Regions from separate parts of the Mus musculus genome. Here region 1 is linked to region 2. Evidence: chromatin contacts called from public HiChIP or PLAC-seq data. All regions are on one chromosome and are shown on one strand. Each heading gives the region's core, a stretch centred on a gene start, on an enhancer-like site or on the middle of the called end of the contact. The rest is flanking DNA. Distances are from core to core; before and after follow the strand shown. Region 1 holds the start of Maf1 (MAF1 homolog, negative regulator of RNA polymerase III). Region 2 overlaps Mroh1 (maestro heat-like repeat family member 1).

Region 1 (4,938 bases), core at 742-3,241, 77 kb before region 2:
TCTTACCAGGGCACTATCTACATCAGTGGTTCTCAACTTGTGGGTTTCAATGCTTTGGGAGTGGAATGACCCTTTCACAGGGGTCACCTAAGACCACTGGAAAACATACTTACACATTACAATTTATAACAGCGGCAAAATTACAGTTATTAAAGTAGCAATGAAAATAAATGTATGGCTGGGGGCCATACTGTATTAAAACTATATTAAAAGGTTGAAGCATTAGGAAGGTTGTGAACCACTGGTCTACATCCAAGGCCCTCTTTTCTCTATGCTTCTCCTGGTGACTTTGGGTGACTTCTCCAACTCCCAGTCTTTACCTCTCCAGAGTCCCAGCCATGTCCATGCTTTTCCAAGCAGGCACTGGATATAAGCCTCATACTAAGTGGTTCTTCTAGCTCAGTCATAATCACTAACTCTTCCATTTGAACAACCACAAGACCTATCAATTCCATCTCCTAAGATCCTCTGGCCTCCTTTAGCCTTGTCTACACTGTGGAGTTTCTATCTTTAAGTCTCTGTTGTTTTTCCACTGAATACAATCCCATTTTCCTTAAACTCTTAGTCCTGCAGCAATGCTTGCTCTTCTTTTTCTTACTTGTCTGGTACTGGGGTCAGCTCTTGAACCTCTTATTTCTCCACTTCCTTCCTCTTGGAAGCCTTCCTAGGTGCCCAGCTTTTCCATCACTACCCCCAACCTCGACCAGGTGGCCCGGACATATTCAAATAAGCATTTATTTCACAACACTGACCATTTTGTCCTTCTGCGGTGGCATCTCGCACCAGTGCTGCCCACTGCTGTGCTTCCTCGGGGTCGAGGAAGTGCACGCTGAAGGTTCCAGGACCTCCAGGGGGAGGCTGCAGCTCGTGTTGGTTAGGCCCACGGACGGTGTAACAAATAGCCTCCAAGGGCCATTCTAAACTGACCTGAACAGGGAAGAGTACTCGGTCGGTGGTTCCTCTTCGTTACCCACACGAATGTGAAAGGAAAAGGAACGAGGTAATCTTTACGGCTCTGAACTTTTCTCGCCTGTTATCTTACCAATTCCTCACAAGATTTGTAAATTAGGTATCAGCATTATTCCCACTTTTACAGGCAATCAAGAAAAATAACTGCTTAAGGACTGTCGTCAAGGTAATCGAAAGAAAGTTGATTCCAGAATCGGGCCCACACTCACCGCCCCAGGCTCGGTGCCTAACAGTCCTAGCCGGAAGCGTCCAGGCCGCTCAGGGTCCGCTATCAATTGCAGCTTCCGCGGCTGCGCTTCGGCATCCTGTCCAGCGCCCAGGGGCCTGACCGCCGCGTGCACTGCCAGGAGCACCACAGGTGAGGCAGGGTCTGCAGCCACTGCCGCACCGCCGGCGGGCGGCGACATTTCTGATCCGGCGGAGTCCTGACTCTCCGAGAGTGCTTCCGTGATAGAGAACTGTCGAGTACTTCCGCCGGCCAGAAACTCGGACTGTGAGCCTCGGTTCCGGATGCCCCAGAGCTTGGAGAACAAGAAGGACCCGATGCTGCGCACTACCAGAGCCTGATGGCTCGCTAAGCGATAGGAATGGTCCCAGATCTCCAGGCACGGTCCGGCCAAGCTAGTCACCTTTCAGCAGGACCCGAGACAGTGTCACAGACCGGTCACCGGTCACAAAAAGAAGGCAAGGATGAACTTTTCTTAAAGGTTCGAACGAACGACAGCTGCTGCCCTACACAAGACAATACCAGTTCCCGGAAGGAACCAGGCACCAATGCACACAAACACACATAAGCACAGCAGAGGCTCTTCGTAACCGTGGACCACTCTAGGAAGAGGGTTGGCTCCTGGGGGCGGGGCGGGCATGGTTCTAACCAATCAACACCAAGAGGGGAGGCGGGTTCGTTAGCGAGTGCGAGACAGACAAGCTATGCAGCCAGTAGAAGTGGAAGGTGAAGCCGAGTGGCGGAGGAGTCCACCAATAAGGTTTCTCGTGGTCTGGCCCTGTGGTTAAAGTGGACCATTCAGAGGAGTGGGGTTGGGCCCGTCGGACGCTTGTTGTTGTCGGGTCGGGGGAGGCGGAGGTCGCTGTTTCGTTCTCTGGCTGGTACGATCTCGGCGGTCCGCGGCAGGTTGGTCGCGAAAGCGGGCGTTGCAGGGGGGCGAGGCTATGTCGCGGCTGCAGCCCGTATGGGCCGGCAGGGCCTGGAGTAACGGGACGTCGCCGCGAAGCTTCTTCCCCCGGATACAGTGCGGCCCGAGTGGAGGCCGCGGCGCCGCCCTCCAGTCCTGAGGAACCCGCGCTGCGCAAAGCCCGCGCCGCCGTCACCTCGGCACCGACACTAAACAACCCGTCTACCCTGGCTTGATCTAGCCCAATTCTGGCAGGTGGGTGTCCGCCTTGTGCGCCAAGCGGTCCGGGCTTGCGGGAACCACAGTCCCCGGCGGGCCTCGCGCTGCTGCAGTGCCTCATGGGACTTGTAGTTCTTATGCTGCTTGGGGCTGGAGCGCCTCTCTTGGTGCACTGCCTCCTGGGGCTTGTAGTTTCCCGCTACGAATCTGCTGGTACCTCTAGGCTTGCAGGGCAGCAATGCCAGGAGACCACTGGCCTGCGCCAGCAGAGGTGGTGTGTCTGCCCATCCTACACACTTCGACGTACGAAGTACGAATTAGGCATACTTGCAAATAGAATTGAAGAATTCATGGGTTTCCTCCTCTTGACAGGAAGCAGTGAAGCAACCCATAGAACCCGGGAGGAGCACCCATACAGGTGACCCTCAAGGCTTGAAACCCCAGATGCCCCGTTCCGAACCGGATAGCAGGTTCTTATTGAGGACCTTACAACAGTCTGAGGATGCCTGCAGAATGTCAATGGAGTAGGAATGTCGAGAGTGGGTGGGGCCCCCAGCCAGCCCCAGTATATAGTACTTGAGATTGAGGTAGAACCTGGACATGCCATGCTCATGCATAGGATCATCTCCCTGTCAGCCAGTGCTGAGTTCTCAGGGGCAGGTAAGGTGAGGAAGATGAGCTCCATGGTGGACTCAAGGTTAGCTCGAGCTGCAAACAGTACTCTGCTAGTGGGTGGAAAGGCTGAAAGTGGAGCCCTTTGGAGCTAGGTAGCCATGCTGGCTTCCCACATTCCCAGGTAGTGCTGCCCTAATCCCACTGGCACAAGAATCTCCCTTCCCAAAGGACATGAAGCTATTGGAGAACTCCAGCTTTGAGGCCATCAACTCACAGTTGACAGTGGAGACTGGAGATGCCCATATTATTGGCAGGTGAGGCTGGAGGCTCTGGGGATCAATCTGTCAGAGATCACTATCGTGGGCCTCGGGGTTAGCATGCTTCATGACTCTGCCTGCGTTCTTTAGGATTGAAAGCTACTCGTGTAAGATGGCGGGAGATGATAAACATATGTTCAAGCAGTTCTGCCAGGAGGGCCAGCCCCATGTGTTGGAGGCACTGTCCCCACCCCAAACTTCAGGCCTCAGTCCCAGCAGGTAAGCTGAGGTGGAGACTACCTTCTGGGGTATGTGGGACAGTGGGCAAGGCTGACATTTTTCTCTGTTCAGACTGAGCAAGAGCCAGGGTGGTGAGGATGAGAGTCCTCTGAGCGACAAGTGCAGCCGCAAGACCCTCTTCTATCTGATTGCCACCCTCAATGAGTCCTTCCGGCCAGACTATGACTTCAGCACAGCCAGAAGTCATGAATTCAGCCGAGAGCCAAGCCTCCGCTGGGTAAGGATGAACAGAAGGGCCCCAAGCCATGTGGTCCTTCTCATTGCCATCCCCACTTGGTGTGGGTTCTTGGGCTCTCCCTGCTGCCCTGGACCCTTGTCACCCCTGACTGTCACCTCCTGTAGGTGGTAAATGCAGTCAACTGCAGCCTGTTTTCAGCTGTTCGTGAAGACTTCAAGGCCCTGAAGCCACAGCTGTGGAATGCAGTGGATGAGGAGATCTGCTTAGCTGAGTGTGACATCTACAGGTGGGCTCACGTCTTTGCAGCTGGGCGTGCACATGTGTATGGCAGTGGAGACCTCATCCCTCTGCTGTTTTCTCTTTTCAGCTATAACCCAGATCTAGACTCCGACCCCTTTGGGGAAGATGGAAGCCTCTGGTCATTCAACTATTTCTTTTACAATAAGAGACTGAAGCGAATTGTCTTCTTTAGCTGCCGCTCCATCAGGTTGGTACTTTGCCACCTCACCTTCTCCAGTTCCCTCTTCAACTCAGATCATTCCTTAACTGGGTCTACTCTCCCTGGGGCAGCCTGGGAAAGGAGATCCTAAGTCCGCTGTCTCTCCCATCCAGTGGCTCCACGTACACACCCTCAGAGGCAGGCAATGCACTGGACTTGGAACTGGGGGCAGAGGAGGCTGATGAAGAGAGTGGAGGTGGAGGCGGTGAGGGCAGGGCAGAGGAGACCAGCACCATGGAGGAAGACAGGTGTGGTGGTGGCTGTGGCCATGGACTATCCTCGGGAGCCTGGAATGGGTGGGACAGATCAGGGTTCCTTCTGTCTGGTCTGGGTGCTATCTCCTAAAGGCCTACTGTGTGCCAACTTCTGCCTAGGGTTCCAGTGATCTGTATGTGATGAGAAGAAGCAGAGGTCTCAGCGTCATCCAGCTCTGACCAATCCCTGGACCTGTCTACCTGAGGAGCTCCAGAGCTTCCCCAGATGCTGGCTATGCCTTGGCACTGACACCGTCCTGGCGCTGCCCAAGGCTATACCTGTGTAGCCCTTTGGATTCAGCCTGTGGATGTCCACTCATCCCTGCAGGCTCCTACTGCCCATGCTGTGGCTGGATTAAACAGCACGGGGTCTGATAGAAAACGGGACTGCTCTGCACCAACAGCCTGTCACAGACAGGACAGCTGGACCACAGAGTTTATTTTTGTATTTCTTATTGGGCCTGTACACTCCAGCTCTAAGGGCCAGTAGTTTGAAGCCCTATAAGTGGTGCCC
Region 2 (5,178 bases), core at 92-2,591:
GTGGAGATCCAGTTCTGACATCTCTACTGCCCCGGAGGCCGTGCCCACCTGCTTGCAGTCCACAGACCGTGGCCCTCTGTCCTTCAGGTTCTCTGGCCCTACCTCCTCGAGTTCCTCACCCCGGTGCGCTTCACTGCGGCCCTCACCCCGCTCTGCAGGAGCCTTGTGCACTTAGCCCTGAAGAGGCAGGAGGCTGGGGCAGATGATTTCCTCATCCAGTACAACGCGAATGGTGTGGAGGCCCAACCACCGTGCCCCTGGCTGACCCCACCGACGCCATGATGCCCTTACACCTCGTCCTCTCTCAGCTCTCTGCCTTGCCCTTGCCCTGCCCCTGCTGCTGACACCCCCCTACCCCACCCCACCCCACCCCCAGCTGCTTTCGCATGCTGTCCCACCCCAGCTGCCTGCTTGTGCCTATGGTCCCATCTTTTATCCTATCCCTGCCTTGTAACTGTTTCCATGTTTCTTGTCCAGCAAACCTCCCGTCTCCCTTCGCTATGACCACACGACTGCTGGTAAGCAACGGGTCTGTTACTGTGTCTCAGCACACGGGCTGACACTGTCCTTCATGGGACATTCTCGTAGGTGTCAGCGTGACCGAGCTTACTCTGATAGAAGAGTGGCCTCTCGGCCCCAGAGTCCCTGTCAGCTCTGTGGCAAGCCTGACCCTTGCCACCGTCTCATTGGCATTCCTTGCCCCCGTGTTTGCTGGTTTTCCCTTCACCCCTGGGAAGCTGGTCCCCAGGTTGGGCACTGTGGCCAGGAGATGGCAGGCGGCTCCATGCTTAGGCGACCCCCTTCCTTCCTCTCCTTCAGGTTGTGTCTTCTAATCCCTACCTGGGAGATGGGCGTGGAGCGGCCTCCCTGCGCCTCCTGAAGGTTATGCATCAGAATATCCACCCTTTCCTGGGCCAGCGGTGGGAGACAACCATGCCCATGCTGCTGGAGTACCTGGATGGTGAGGCCTGTGAGGCTCAGGAGCCCCTTAGCCACCCCTGACCCCACTAGCACCCAGTATGCCGTTCGGGTTGAAAGAAACGATCCAAGCTGTAATCTAAGAAAGGGCCTGGATGGCTCACAAGGGAAGGGGGTGTGACTGTGGCCTGACTGGTTTCTGCGTTCCTTCTGGGAATTCCCAGAGACAAGGAGGGCCCACCTAGTGCATGTTGGAATGAGCCTGCCTGGCAGGACCCCAGCCAGTGGGCTTATTGGTCATTTCAGAGCACACCGAGGAAAGCCTGTCACTGAAGGAGTGGGAAGAAAAGCTTCTAATGGTGAGAGATGGAGCAGAAGGCCAAGGGCCTGTCTGTGCCTTTTTGGGACATTCTGGGCCTGGGCACAGAGGGCCAGGGCAGCAAATGTTGGACCAGTGTATTGTGCCTTCCAAGGGGCTTGTTGTTATCCAACTTCATCTGGTGGTGTGACTAGGGGATGGGCTCAGTGGTGGGGGGAGTTTGGGGTAAGGATGGTGGCTGGTCTCAGATGTCCCTGGCAGGATATTGTACCTTCTGTCACTCAGCACCAAATGGGAGGGACTTTTGCTCATCCTGGGCACAGAAAGGGCTTTTCCCTCCTTCCCCGTCCCCAGCCGAGTTCAGAGCCACTTGTGCTTCAGCCTGCCTCATAGCTACCCACCTTCAAAGGCCACTTACCAACAGGAGTCACCATAAGGTTATCACGTGTCAAGGCCCTGCCTCAGGCCTCACCAATGCTCTCCCCCCTCAGTTCCTGCGAGACACCCTGGCCGTAGTATCTGACAACATCTGGATCTGCCAGCTGAGCCAAGAGATGTGCAAGCAACTGCCCTCTTACAGTGGGACTCCTCAGGAGAAGGTGCCTGAGACAAGCTAGCTGGGGATGGGGATCTCTGCACAGTCCCCAGCTCCCATGCTTTGTGTCTTTGATCTCGCCTGTCTGTGTCTTTGTCTCCTGACTCTGGCAACCCTGGCCAAGCCACTTAAAAAGCAAGCAGGGTCAGGAGGCTCCTCGCTGCAGTTAACAGCTGGGGGATGGGGGACAGCTGCCTGCTCACTGTTCCTCAGACACAGCCTGGGTCTCACCTCCTCATGCAGGACCCTTCCTATGTCCTGCTTGAAATACAGCTTCCTCTCCAAGGGGCCGGGTGTAGTGGTGCCCACGTTTAACCCCAAATACTTGAGAGGTAGGCGGATCTATGAGATCAAGTCCAACCTGGTCTACACAGCTAGTTCCAGGACAGCTGGGGCCACATACAGAAACCATATATCAAAAAAACCAAAAAGGAGGAAAGGATACAGCTATCCATTAGCAGTACCCACCACAGTGCAAGTGTCTGTCTGCTCAGGAGTCAGGTTCATCTGTGTTCTCTCCCTGTGTTCCAGAACTTCCTGTATAAGTGCATTGGAACCACGCTGGGTGCTGCTTCAAGTAAGGAGGTGGTGAGGAAACACCTCCGAGAGCTGCTGGAGACAGCCAGATATCAAGAGGAGGCAGAGCAGGAGGTAGGTAGTCCCCAGTGCCCGGGGCTGTGAGGCCGTGTTCATCTGCCGCTCTGAGCTAGCCACGTGTGCTGTGAGCACATAGGTACATGCATGCTTGCACGTGAGGCACACTGCTTGCTTCCTCACGGATGTCCGCGTGTATTTGTGTGCCTTCAGGTTTATGTGTGTGTGGAACTTTGTGTACGTGTGGATATACACTCCTCCCCACACAGCGTGTGGGCAGGTGGGCCACTGTGCCCAAGTGTGAGCACACCCGTGCACCTCCCCAGGGCCTGGCCTGTTGCTTTGGGATCTGTGCCATTACCCACCTTGAGGACACTCTAGCACAGCTGGAGGACTTTGTGAGGTCAGACGTGTTTAGGAAGTCCACCGGCATCTTTAGCATTTTTAAGGTAAGACGGTCATTACCCAGAACAGTGTCCTTGTGAGTAGATACCTGTCTGTGGCTGCCCCACTTTTCATGGCTGTGGTAGGGTGGGTTCCTGCCCTCTGCTCTCTCTCAAGATGAAGGCTAGGGCTGGGTTCCCTCAGGCTTTGTATCCTCCATTCCTCCTCTGGGCCTGAGCTCTCCTCCCACTGAGGGCCTCCCAGAAGCCCTAGCTGATTGGAGTGCTGTTCCTCTAGCTGTGGGTAATGAGAGTTCTCAGTGGCAAGGTTCTGTGGTGATCAGCTTTCTGTTGCTATGACGAAATACTTGAGGAAATCAACTTTAAGGAGGAAGAAGTAGTCTGTCTCCTAGTTTCAGAGGTTGTGCAGGCCGGGCATGGTGGAGGGGCCGGTGAAGAGAGCTTCTCCCTTCACAGGAGCCAAGAGCACACTTACCTACCTCTAGACCCGTGCTGCTTTGAATCCTTCAAAGAGTTCGTTTCTGTGGCTCTCTGCCTTCCTCGTGCTGCGATCCTTTAATGCAGTTCCTCATGTTGTGCTGACCCCTAACCATAAAGTAATTTTCATTGCTATTTCATAACTGTAATTCTGCCACTGTTATGAGTCGTAATGGGTTAGTGCGTTGATGAACTAGTCACTTCCCAAGGGTTTCTGTCTTTGAACACTGCTGCTCTGGGGACATGTGAACTTTAGGGACATTTTCAAATGTTTCTCTAACCCCTGCAGCACTGGGGACCCTTGAGCTCTAGGGACATTGCCTATCAGAACCACACAGCTGGGGAACTCAGAGCTGTCCCCTTCTCTAAGGCCAGGCTGTCTGTCCTTTGCCCTGAGTGCTTGGGTTTTCAGAATCTCCCACCATGCCTGACCCTGACCATTTTGCTCTGTGTCTAGTGATTGCTCTGCTCATGGAACCCGAGGGTTGGCCCAGGAGTGCAAGGACCCACACACCTCTTCTTTCTCTTTCTCGTCTTCCTCTATCTCTTTTTAAAAGTGTTTTTAGGCCAGGCGTGGTGGAGGACGCCTTTAATCCCAACACTTGGGAGGCAGAGGCAGGCGGATTTCTGAGTTTGAGGCCAGCCTGGTCTACAAAGTGAGTTCAGGACAGCCAGGGCTATACAGAGAAACCCTGTCTCAAAAAAACCAAAGGGGGAAAAAAAGTGTTTTTAAATTTATTTATTCATTTTGTTTTATGTGTATGTGTACCAGTGTTCTGCCTGCATGTATATCTATGCACCTGATCCCACTGAGGTCAGAAGAAGGCAGTGGATCCCCTGGAACTGGAATTATGTATGGTTGTGAGCCTCCATGTGGATGCTGGAAATTGAACCTTGGATCCTCTATAAGAACAAGTGTTCTTAACCACTGAGCCATTTCTCCAGCCCCCTCTATCTCTATCTTGAGACAGGGCCTCACTGTGTAGCCTTGGTTAGCACAGAATTTGATGTGTAGATTAGGTTGGCCTCAAATTCAAAGAGATCTGCCTTTACCTCCAGAGTGCTGGGATAAAGGTGTGAGACAACTTGTAGCTCCTGCCTCCCCCCGCCCCCACACACTGTCTTTTCTGATGTTGGCATCTACAAGCCCTAGTTTTCAGGTTGTTAGGCTTCCAGCTTTCTTTCCCCTGTTTCTTGGTCCCACTGCCTCAGCCCTTTCTTGCAACCAAATGGTTCCCGGTGGACATGCGTGGGCACCGGGGCTGCCCTCCTGCCATCCCTGGATGCTCCCTCTGGTGTTCCTAGCTGGCTCTGGCTATTCCAGGAGTTTTAGGGTATAGAAAGCCCACTGCAAAGCAAGGCTCCCTGGGAGAGTAGTTCACTGAGTAAGTGCCGTCCCACTGACTCTCTACCTCAGGATCGAAGCGAGCACGAAGTGGAAAGAATGAAGAGCTGTCTGATCCTGTGCTACGGGCACGTGGCTGCCCAGGCCCCTCGGGAGCTGGTGCTGGCCAGGGTAGAGTCTGATATCCTGCGCAGCATGTTCCAGTGCTTCAACACCAAGGTGGGCGTTGCCGATGTCCGTGGGGGCCAGTCACACAACGCCAGAGTCTTACCTTATTTCACTCTTTGTTGTTTAGGTTCTGGGAATAAAGGTAGAGACCAAGGTATAGTGTATGGCGACCGACCATGTGTGAACTATGCTTTTCTCTCTCCTCTGGGCTGGGCTTTGGGACAGAGCCAAACCTAGAGCTCGCTGGGCTTCCTGGCCATGGTGGTCCTGGGGAAGTGTGGTGGAGTACAGCTCTGAGACTCCTGCCCACTTCCCTGTGGAGCAGCTAAGCAAGCGCCCGCTGAGGACAGAGCCAGGC

The links. HiChIP or PLAC-seq counts read pairs in DNA pulled down with a chosen protein or histone mark.
Region 1: an H3K4me3 HiChIP or PLAC-seq map of the SCID.adh cell line shows a contact between it and region 2, with 19 read pairs. The contact joins the promoter of Maf1 here to the enhancer-like site in region 2. A contact is called at or near these places in 2 of 39 promoter capture datasets (embryonic stem cells and trophoblast stem cells), 1 of 484 Hi-C or Micro-C datasets (bone marrow-derived macrophages), 4 of 115 datasets of contacts at active chromatin or transcription factors (the SCID.adh cell line, double positive thymocytes and embryonic stem cells) and 3 of 9 other capture datasets (adipose tissue, liver and pancreatic islet).

Annotation. Positions count from the first base shown.
Region 1 is chr15:76,349,303-76,354,240 of GRCm38.p6, forward strand. Maf1 (MAF1 homolog, negative regulator of RNA polymerase III) reads left to right here and starts at 1,992. Exons shown (of 8, transcript NM_026859.3): 1 at 1,992-2,357; 2 at 3,118-3,250; 3 at 3,344-3,472; 4 at 3,545-3,710; 5 at 3,836-3,957; 6 at 4,039-4,158; 7 at 4,284-4,418; 8 at 4,545-4,938. The coding sequence starts at 3,168. The coding sequence ends at 4,566. Sharpin (SHANK-associated RH domain interacting protein) reads right to left here and starts at 1,808. Exons shown (of 9, transcript NM_025340.2): 1 at 1,179-1,808; 2 at 753-927. The coding sequence starts at 1,376.
Region 2 is chr15:76,427,425-76,432,602 of GRCm38.p6, forward strand. It overlaps Mroh1 (maestro heat-like repeat family member 1), which reads left to right. Exons shown (of 44, transcript NM_175457.4): 16 at 88-232; 17 at 478-518; 18 at 820-961; 19 at 1,225-1,277; 20 at 1,729-1,836; 21 at 2,364-2,483; 22 at 2,753-2,875; 23 at 4,725-4,871; 24 at 4,948-4,974. Among named protein-coding and RNA genes, the nearest start is that of Mir6954, 3.2 kb to the right of the region's middle. Within about 2 kb of position 1,342, at least 5 of the 459 cell types and tissues checked have an H3K27ac peak or open chromatin away from gene starts, as enhancers often do. A contact at or near this core is called in the SCID.adh cell line, where this site is marked.